Linked DNA regions of Mus musculus: all the other regions are linked to region 2. A link is a contact called in public Hi-C and promoter capture Hi-C data. All regions are on one chromosome and are shown on one strand. The core of a region is the stretch at or near the end of the contact, and the rest is flanking DNA. Distances in the headings are between cores, read along the strand shown.

Region 1 (3,561 bases), core at 28-2,527, 2.3 Mb before region 2:
GGAGGCAGAGCAGAGGGTAGCATGAATTCAAAGCCAGCCTGATCTACACTGTGAGTTCTAGGCCAGCCAAGGGCTACATAATGAGATCCTGTCTCAAAAATAAACAAACTAAAAAGTACTAAGAGACAAAACCACCAAACAATAACTCCAGATCTGGGGACCTAGAAAGTAATGCCAACGTCAGGGAGCCTTCAGGCAGGAGAGTCTATGTTTGAAGCAACCTGAGCCACTCACTGTCTCAAGAAGGGGCAAAAATCAACACAGCAGCCAACTGTGTAAGTAGGGCACTATGCTAAGGAGACAAGACAGACTGCCCCTCAAGAGACCTGCCCGGTAGCTCAAGCAGACACCTTTTAATACCACATGAGAGCAGTCCTAAAGGAATGTTAAGGGGGGTCCAGAAAGAAATGCATATTTTATCTTGACGAGGAAACTGGGTCTCACACAGTGTCTTCAAAAAGGCAAGCGCTATTTTAATGGGGTGAGAGTTTAAAATTAGAAATTGATTCTGGACAATATGGGCAGAGAAACTAAGTTGACGCGGCATTTCCTGGAAACCGAAACAGCTCTTTCTGGCCTTCCAAAACCAACCCAGTAGCCTTAGCAGACGTCCACTGGACCATCACCTCTGCCCAGGGAGGGGCTGTACTAACATTCCAGCCCTCCGATTGCTCTCCGCGGCACCCCAGGCCCTCCCTGCGTAGGAGGGCAAGCTACTCTTCCTGCAGGAGACATCTGCTGGCACCTGTCGCACTGGTCAAGCATCGCTCCAAGGTGCGGGCAGAACGCTAGGGCAAAGGCTTGCGACGGGGACGTGGGGGACTAGGCTGGAACGCACACACGTCCAGGAAGCGTTGGCGGGTCTGTCAAGTGGGGACGAGAATGATTACCGGGTATAAAGAAAGCGGGGGCGCATTCCCGCCGCGACCACCGGGGCCAGGGGACGACCAGGCAGCCGAGGGGACGGCCAAGCAGGGAACCAGAAGGCTCTGGGAGAGGTGCCCGCGGAAGGACGCGGTTCAGGACTAAGTCCAAGCCCAGCGCGGCGGCTGGGGAATGCCGGCTTTGGAAGCAGGGGCCCCGGCGTCACTCACCGCTGCTGCTGGTGAAGTAGAACACCATGATCCTGGTAGAAGAGTGGCGACTCCTACTCAAAACGCGAAGCTTGAGATACCGCCGGCGCGAGGGTGAGCCGGCTTCCAGGCTCTCCTCAGGACACTTCCGGCGGACGTGCCGTCGCGTCACAACGCCGTCCTGTCAGCGCCATCTTTAGTCCTGGCGAAGGGAAGGGTGTTGGCGGAAGAGCAGGTGTCCCGGGGATTTTGAGGATTCCGCTCAAGCGTCTGGTTGAAAGAAATTAGCTGGGGAAATACATCTTGTTTGAAGTCATAAAGAAAAAATACTAAGGGCAGACTTTATTTTCAGAGGCTCTACTAAGTGGACACGAGAGTTGGTCATCGCTTTTTATGTCTTCCCACTCAACCCAATATGGGCTCCATGCGTGCAGAAACTGCCTTTTTCATGCATGGTTAAGGGTCCCTGTAACCATTTCCTCAGGAGGCACTCAGTAAGAACCAATTTTTTTAAAAGATTTATTTATTATTATACGTAAGTACACTGTAGCTGTCTTTAGACACACCAGAAGAGGACATCAGATCTCATTACGGACGATAGTGAGCCACCATGTGGTTGCTGGGTTTTGAACTCCGGGCCTTCGGAAGAGCAGTCAGTGCTCTTTCTTACCCACTGAGCCATCTAACCAGCCCCAAGAACCAATTTTTAAATAAACTCATTCTCCCATTACTTGACATAGGTGAGGGTTTTGTTGTGTTTTTTGTTTGTTGACTTGACCAAACTAGTCAGAATAGAGTTAGGTAATGTTCATCAAACCCTATCTAAGCCTGAGATGGCCTCAGCAAGAATACAAGATGGAAGAAATGCTGCACTGTCTTGCCCAGTCAAACAATGAACTAAATTGCATCGAGGACAGAAGGTTCTCAAATGAATTGTTACTGTTACTACCCAGAGACACTCTCCTTTTTTGGGATTCCGAGTAGGGCTATTTTTTGTTCCTTTAAATCTAATGTCTGCTCCTTATTACCTACAAGACTGAACAAATACCAAACTTCTGAAGTTCAGAACCTCTTGCTATAAATTTACAAAATTCCACAGCCTTCCTAGGTTTGACTTGGAAGTTTTTCTTATTTCTGATAAAGAAAAAATATGAGAGTCCATTTCGGGCTGTATCCCTCCAACAAGCTCCAAAAGTCAGACCACACAAAAGGGCTACAGAAAAGGAGTTTTACCGTCCCTGGAGAGCCTAGTCTTTCATAGAGCAGGAAATTCTAGGCAAGTAGAACCTGATGGTAAAAATGTCCCCTCTTTGGCTTTAACTCTCTCAAAAGAAGAAACTAGCCAGAGTCTCCCACTAAGCAGTTTCCACTATTGTTCTAATTCTTTCACTTTACAAAACCCACTATCATTCTGGGTTTCCTGGTGCTGGTCAATGTTGTAGGCTATCCACCAGAGAAGACTGCTCCAACATGGGTTTAAACCAATAGAAAGTCTTTTTTAGTTGGCCGGATACTACACTGGATGTTTGGGATCCCAGTGCAACATTTTCTCAGTCTTTCCTCAGGGTGAGCTTTTAAACACACAAAAAAACATGTTCTGGGTTGACATTCCTCAGTTAACAAGAACTACAGAAGTCAGAAAGCAAGCTTAGTGCATTTAGAGACTTTCCCAGAACTATGGACTCTGATGGATTAGATCTTTGTTTTCATTTTGACAGGTCTATGTGCTGAGTTTTATAGCCTGAATGACACTTTCATCATGGAGTCAGTTCTGTTAAGGTCTGGGCCCTATTACAACAGGAGGCAGAGTTGTAGCAGAGTTTGAAGTAGTGAGGCCTCCGATTCAAAGACATCTTCCTCAACAAAACATACTGTTCTACCATTGCCTAGTAGAAACCTTATTCTACCTTGTAAAAGAGTAGCTGACTCACTCATGATTCCTGCAAATAGCCAATAATATGTTAGCCATTTGTCAATTCATTCCAGCCAGCTTTGTTCTATGAAGAAGGACATCCATCGCTTAGACTTATTTAGAACTAGACATTGAAAGAACCTAGTTGACACGCAAACTTTATATGCCCCAGTACAGGGGAACGCCAGGGCCAAAAAGGGGGAGTGGGTGGGTAGGGGAGTGGGGGTGGGTGGGTATGGGGGACTTTTGGTATAGCATTGGAAATGTAAATGAGCTAAATACCTAATAAAAAATGGAAAAAAAAAAAGAAAGAACCTAGTGGGGAAACCCCGACTCAGCTCCCAATTCAGCGTGCACCCAAGAATCACGAATAGAACACAACACCTTGATGTAACAACACGGGTATTTTAATGGCGGAGCTCCGGTATCTCACACAGGAGACAGTGGCTTGGAAGCTAGGGGTTTTTATAGAAAAGGAGTGGGACTGGGGGAGGAATTGGCGCAGTTTCACATGATTGGTCCATTTAAACATCAGCAGCCTGTTAACATTTAACTTAAGTCAGAGGGGTGGGAGAT
Region 2 (3,638 bases), core at 240-2,739:
ATATACTAAATTGGACACTAAGTTCTTCCTTGGATATCTTCCATTCGGGGAGCCTTACCCTTCAAGGCTTTACTTTCATTTTTTTCTCTGTATAACTTTTCATTATTTTTCAGATTAAAAGTTTTCCATTCCACAATTTGTAGTTAATACAATGAGTCAAGTGAGGAAGGAAAGTAAACAAATCCGGTGTGGAAAACACCTCCACATTACTTCACCTCAGTCCATCAGCATCCATTGCTGGTTGTTTTCCTTTTGCAGATAAACTGGATCGCAGGAGTGAGTGATTTAGGAAGGGAAGGTTTTTAGAAAAGACAAGAACAAAATCAAGGACAAACACTGTGCAATCTGGTCAACTTCACTTTGCACACTCTGAAGTCAGCTACCTTGCTGTTCGTAGACACTGACTGGGTGGTGAGAATTTTCACTGCTAACACAGTAAAAGCAGGCCAGGACTCAAACATAATTCTTATTCTGGGATAAAGTAGAGGGATAGAAAGCAAGAAGAGGGAAATTCTATAGGTGGAACAACATTATGAACTAACCAGTACCCCGGAGCTCTTGACTCTAGCTGCATATGTATCAAAAGATGGCCTAGCCGGCCATCACTGGAAAGAGAGGCCCATTGGACTTGCAAACTTTATATGCCCCAGTACAGGGGAATGCCAGGGCCAAAAAGTGGGAGTGGGTGGGTAGGGGAGTGGGGGGGGGTATGGGGGACTTTTGGGATAGCATTGGAAATGTAAATGAGGAAAATACCTAATAAAAAATTAAAAAAAAAAAAAAAGAAGAGGGAAATTACAACAGCAAAACTCTGTCATTGCAGTGTCCGTGAGCAGTTCAGCTAGACTGTACTTAGCCGGGATACTATGAAGTCGTGACCAATATACCAAGGTCTTGATTTCAGGCTTTGCTACAGATTAACTGAACTATCTCTGAAGACACTAGAGTCCTTTCGCAGGGCGAGGATTAGTCAGTTTCTCTTTCCATCCTTTTAGAATATGCTGTTCTTGGTTAAAGTCATGGCGCTCTCAAAGAGTCTAAAGCATAGATTGTCCCATGTCTCTTCCAGACACCAAGATGCTACTTTTCGATCACAACCTCCGCTTCCATCCTACATTTGACATCTCTTCGTGACCAATTCATGAGACAACTACCAGGTAGCGCAAACGAAGAGCCCTTGAGGGACAGCACTCATGTGGAGGCTGGCAGGTCAGCGACGTCTTCTCGTCTCGCCTTTTCCGATAAGGAATATTTGAAGGGCAAGGATTGCGGCGGTAGAAGGTGAAAGAGGTTTTGGTTGGTTTTGTTTTGTTTTGTTTTGTTTTTCCATTGTAGGACCATAAAGTCATTGTTTCTGGCTGTGTTCCACCGGATCTAGCAAAGTACCAACTTCCGGTCCGGTTTCTATGTCTTCCGAGTCTCGAGTCCCTCTAATTGTGCAGGAGTTCCTGCCGGGTGCAACGCTCAGCAGCTACTTCCGCCAGAAGTCCCTGGCTGCTCGGGCTCGGATGCTGCTGCCCCGACGCCGGGTCCGTCTCCTCCGCAGCCCGCCCGTCAGACGCCGGTGGCAGCGGGGAGTGCAGGGCCTGGCGGGAAGCCTTCTCTGCGACCGAGTCCCGGCCAGTGGTGCGGAAGAGACTTGGAGAAGCGGCCAGGGCGGTGCCCGCAGGCCCTGGCGCACCCGCCCAGCCGGGGCGGGGCTCGACCTCCCGGGCCCGCCCAGCCGGGGCTCCGTCCGGGTCTGCGGATTAACCGCCGGGCACCTGCGGGACTGGGCCTCCCGCCCCTAGGCTGCGCCCAATATGGAGTTTGCGGAGCTGATTAAAACCCCACGGGTAGACAATGTGGTGCTGCACCGGCCTTTCTACACCGCCGTGGAAGGGACCCTGTGTCTGACAGGCCACCACCTGATCCTGTCTTCCCGGCAGGACAACACGGAGGAGCTCTGGCTCCTCCATTCAAATATCGACGCCATCGACAAACGGTGAGCGCCCACCACACCCAGGTCCCGGAGGAGCCTGGAACGGAACAGACGCTTTCAGGTGGTTTTTTATGGGTATCCTGGCTCAGCCAGCCAAATGAGCCTTCTGGGGCCTAGATCTATCTGCACTGGCCACCTGGCATCCCCAGGCTAAGGTCTCAGAGTCGTAGTGGTCATTTTGAACAGCATTTGGGCGTATTTTTAAATGTTCTTTGTAAAAAAAAAATTTCTTCCACCACATTTCTTGAATTATTGGTTGTTGTTAATCTGACTTCACGAAGTTATGATTCAATACAATTTAAAGCGACCCCTCCCCCACGATCTCGTTTTTAAATAGGCATGCTCAGCCCTTTGCAGCATAGGCCGGTCTTGAACTTCCAACTCTCCAGCCCCAGCCTCCCAAGTAAGTGCTGGAATTACAGTTGTGTGTGTATGGGCCGCTATGCCTGGCCATAGTATTTAACTGAGTACACTGTCATTTTTTCCATATATATGCATATGCATTTTAGTCTCTCCTTAAAACGTTTTAAAATCGGTAAGGTGCACCCCTGTAATAGCTGATGGGGAGTGCCGATGCAGGTGGATGACAAATTTTACACCCCTGCTCATTTAGGGAAGACTGAGTTTATCATATTGCATCTTACTTATTCTCTGGAATGATCACTTCCCACTGAGGGTAATCATTAGCCCTTAACATTCAGTTTTTCTTGTGAAAAGAAAGGGGCTGGCTCTAAAGGAACATAGGAACTAATTCATCTTTATTTCCCTACTCCATCACTTTAAATTTTTTATTTTTACTTATGTGTGTATGTGTGTATCTGTGTACAAGATACCATCAGCAGACTACTAGACTCCTCAGTTCATCTTTATTGCATAAATGTATTCAATGGTCTCTCATGCCTGCATGATAAAGACTGAATCCCTGGTTCTCTGTGTTCTGGTTCTCACCTACTGTCCTCACTAGTTTTCTTACCATTTTCATGATTTCATGTAATTTCTTACAGATTTGTGGGCTCTCTGGGTACCATCATCATAAAATGTAAAGATTTCCGAATCATTCAGTTGGATATTCCTGGAATGGAGGAGTGTTTAAATATAGCCAGTTCCATTGAGGTAAGTATGCTGCAGGCAAAATTCTGATAGGAAAATGGCGATATTTTGATTTTGTACAGCCCTTGATGCATAAGAATCATTTACTGTGCGAATCTTGCTACTTTCGCTCTGAAGACAGTTTGTGAACTGTTTTTCTGTTTCTGTAGATTTCCTGAAAGAACATCCTATGTGAAATTGTAAGCCAGTAAAACAAATACAGTGTAGCTGATTGTGGCCATGTTACAGTCCTTGGGCATCACAGTGAGCAAGTGTGGTCATCCTGAGTGGAGCAGCTCTGAAACCCTTCAACTCTGAGCAGTGCTCTTATACTGTGATTGTTGCAGTAGTGAGGTCCTGTTAACATGGGGCCTATGGGTGAAGCACCTCACCTCTCACAGTTAGCCTGTAGTGTCTTATAAAAGGAAGATGACATTACCTGCCTTTTATAGGTGTTTTACGATTACATTCGTGGGTTTATGTAGAATGCTTAGTATAATTATTGGCAAATGGTTGCTGTCATTGGAGGACCCTTCTATGGCAACAGCTTTATTTTGAGACTTTGTGG
Region 3 (3,191 bases), core at 252-2,751, 2.1 Mb after region 2:
GACCATAACCAGCCACTCACAAAACACATTTGGGTGATAGCTTGGTCTTTCAGCTGCCAGCTCTTGACTTTCAGGTTCCTCTTCTTCTGAAGATTGTCTTAACTGAGTTCTTTATGGTATATTTCTACCAAACTCTGACCTGGCTTATTTTGATCGTATGTAGCATAACACTTCACATAAGCTTATATTGGCAGAAGATTCTTGTGGTGGTTTGAATAGGAATGGCCTCCTAGCCTCATGTGTTTGATTGCTTGGCCCATAGGGAGTGGCAGTATTAGGAGGAAATATGACACTATGGGGTGGGCATTGGGTCTCCTATGCTCAAGCTAGGTCCCTCCTGGGGCACAGTCCCTTTCTGCTGCCTGCGGACCAAGATGTAGAACTCGCAGCTCCTTCTCTAGCACTGTCTGCCTGCATACCTCCAAGCTTCCTGCCATGATGATAATAGACTGAACCTCTGAACTGTAAACCAGCTCCAATGAAATGTTTTCCTTTATAAGAGTTGCCATGATCATGGTGTCTCTTTACAGCAATAGAAACCCTAATTAAGACAATTCTGAAATGTAATAGTCTCAGATAATAATCAAATAAAGTCCACCTGCTGTAAAAACAAAAGCAAAACAAAAAACAAAACAACCAACCAACCCAAATCAACCAAAACCTGTTATTGTTCCAATGAGAAGCTAAAGGGAGATGGCAGTCTGGAGTCTGCAGCCCTAGGGTCTGATTAACTGCCTGAAGGTTACATTGTGTGTTAAGGTGGACTAAGGCATGGGGTCATAGAAAGGTAGGGCTGCCAAAGTGAAGGCTGCACAAGGATGCTTGGAGAAATCAGGGGATACTAGAACACATTTTCTTTTTTAATGAGAATTTACTAGTTACTGTTTTGATCTGACAGATTTTTGAGACCAACAATGTCTCTGTTCTCATTGAGTTTAATAGAGGTGCAAGAAGCAAGCATAAACACACACATCACACTCACATGTATTTGTGGAGTGGAAACAAGCGTGCTATTTATAAAACCGAAGCAGAGCAAAAGAACAGGGTTTGAGGGTGGCTGCTATTTGAGGAGACCCTAAAGAAGCCAAAAGCGCAAAGCACGCGTGGCCGTTCTTTTTCTAATTTTCCAAGCTGTAGGGAGCAAGGTGCGCCCCCGAAGCTCCGCCTCTCTCTCCCGATAGGCCGCAAGGTGCCATCTCCAGAGTTTCCCCGCCCACCACCCCGCCCAGAGGTGGGGCTTCGAGCCCGCGCTCAGAGAGCGCCGAGCCGAAAGCGCGCGCACAGCCCTCCCGGCATGCTTCTCGTCCTCTCACGGCGTGGCTCAGACCCGCGCCTGGCATGCTGGGAACTGTAGTTTCCGCCCTCCGCCCCGCTTCAGCGGTGGCGGTAAAAGCGACTAGGTCGGGCTCCATTTCTAGCACATGACTAGCGGCTGTGGGGAGGCCCTACGAAGGGGTGAGGGCAGGGTCACCGCGACAGCCGGCAGGCCAGCGCCCTGGCCTTCTCCGGCGCGCGCCTCTCCTCAGCGCCGCCCCCGCGCCGCGGCCACCTCGCGCTCCAGGCGTCACGGAGCGCGCGCTCCTCCCCCTTCGTCCCCTCCCGCTCGACTCGCCGCCGCCGCCGCAGGAGCAGACGCCTCCGGAGCCGCGCGCAGCCATGGCCGAGAACCCCGGCTTGGAGAACCACCGCATCAAGAGCTTCAAGAACAAGGGCCGCGATGTGGAGGCGAGTGTGCTCCGGGGCCGGCCGGGCCGGGCGGCTGGGAGGGGAGGGGCGGGGGCCGCGGCCGCTGGCTCTCGCCGGCTGGCGGTCAGTCGGAGTTGGCCGCCGCCTCGGGGCGCCGCGGCCCGGGCAGCAGCCGCCCTCTGAGCGACTAGCGCGGCACCTGGGACCACTGAGCGCTCGGCCCCGCTGCGCGGGCGCGGCCTGGCGTCGGAGGGGAAGGGATGTGGAGCCGAGGCGGGGTCCGCGGGCCGCGCGGGAGGACGGACCGGGATGCTGCCGGCCCGCGTGCCACCCGCACCGCCGGGGCCGGGCCGCGCCGCCGCTCGTGTCCGCAGCCGGTGCAGCCTCCCGCGCTGCCGCACATGGAGCCTCGGTCCCCGCGCTTACCTTGTGCGAGCCGGGCCCAGGCGGGCGGTGGCAGCCCTCAGAGGGGGGTGGGGACCAGCCGGGTAACTGACTTGTTTGAGGGTGGTGGATGGGGGAGGGTAGGATGCGCCAAGACCATTTTCTTATATTCCAGTGCGGTCCTTTGGACCAGTCTTCCCGAGCTGTTGCAGCTCATACCCCTGTGACTGCTGGCATTTAGAGCGAGCTAAAGGTGGACAATAGTTTACCATCTATTGTGTTGAAGCTTTGGGAAGGAGGTTGTGCAGACCTCTGATCTTGGGTTTTTTTTTTTGTTTGTTTGTTGTGTTTTGTTTTTTGTTTTTTTAAAGCTCGTCTTGGAGTCGAAGTGTGAATAATAGGAAAATAATTTCTTTCACCTGTTTTGCAGAAATAAATTGGATACATAAGATTCCTACGTCCTTGTATATACCACATGCCACCAAGCTAGTAGATTTTCCAAGTGGTTGCAAAACTGTAAACATTCATTGTGGTCACTCAGTTTGCTGCTACTCAGCATGTTGCCATTGTCTCATTAAGGTGACATTAGCAGCTACTATTTGCAAACTCTGCTTATTGAGGTAGCGCTAGAGGTCTCACTGCTCCTACTAAAACCAATGAAGTGTAATAGCACAAACTTCACTGGGACCCAACCTCTGGATTTGATGGGGGAAATAGTTTTAAGCCCATCCCCTTTTCTCTATTCTAATAGTAGGGAATATGATTTGTATAGTCCAATAGTTTTTGGTAAGAGGCTAGTTAGTAAATACAGGGTTTGGTTTGGCTAAGAAGCAGAGGAAGCTGGGCCATTTTTCAGGGCTACACAGTTAAGTGTGAATTGGAAAAAACCTGGGGGAATATCTGTGGAATTCCCACTTGAGTGAGACTATAGGCCTTCCATCTCTGTCCTGATCACGTGTAAGTTTCTTTTTGAAAATTACTTCCAAACAAAAGTGAAACCTAGCAAATGGAACAGCCATCAGTCTTTTTTTTTTTTTTTTTTTTGATAAGACTTAGTTTTGATCTCTTTTTACCAGTAATTTTTCTGTGTGTGTGTGTAGTCTCATCTCTCTTGCCTTTTG

Evidence for each region. Promoter capture Hi-C pulls out the DNA fragments that hold promoters and counts their contacts. Hi-C and Micro-C count contacts between places; a contact is called where the count stands out from the background.
Region 1: a contact with region 2 is called in a Hi-C map of CD8 T cells, with 5 times the contacts expected there. The contact joins the promoter of Ccdc25 here to the promoter of Mtmr9 in region 2. A contact is called at or near these places in 1 of 39 promoter capture datasets (neutrophils), 3 of 484 Hi-C or Micro-C datasets (CD4 T cells and CD8 T cells) and 1 of 9 other capture datasets (adipose tissue).
Region 3: a promoter capture Hi-C map of liver shows a contact between it and region 2, with 5 times the contacts expected there. The contact joins the promoter of Kpna3 here to the promoter of Mtmr9 in region 2. A contact is called at or near these places in 4 of 39 promoter capture datasets (hippocampal neurons, liver and pre-B cells).

Annotation. Positions count from the first base shown.
Region 1 is chr14:65,835,018-65,838,578 of GRCm38.p6, reverse strand. It overlaps Ccdc25 (coiled-coil domain containing 25), which reads right to left and starts at 1,277. Exons shown (of 9, transcript NM_145944.5): 1 at 1,095-1,277. The coding sequence starts at 1,122.
Region 2 is chr14:63,541,804-63,545,441 of GRCm38.p6, reverse strand. It overlaps Mtmr9 (myotubularin related protein 9), which reads left to right and starts at 1,489. Exons shown (of 10, transcript NM_177594.1): 1 at 1,489-1,984; 2 at 2,986-3,094. The coding sequence starts at 1,803.
Region 3 is chr14:61,438,257-61,441,447 of GRCm38.p6, reverse strand. Kpna3 (karyopherin (importin) alpha 3) reads left to right here and starts at 1,501. Exons shown (of 17, transcript NM_008466.5): 1 at 1,501-1,725. The coding sequence starts at 1,657.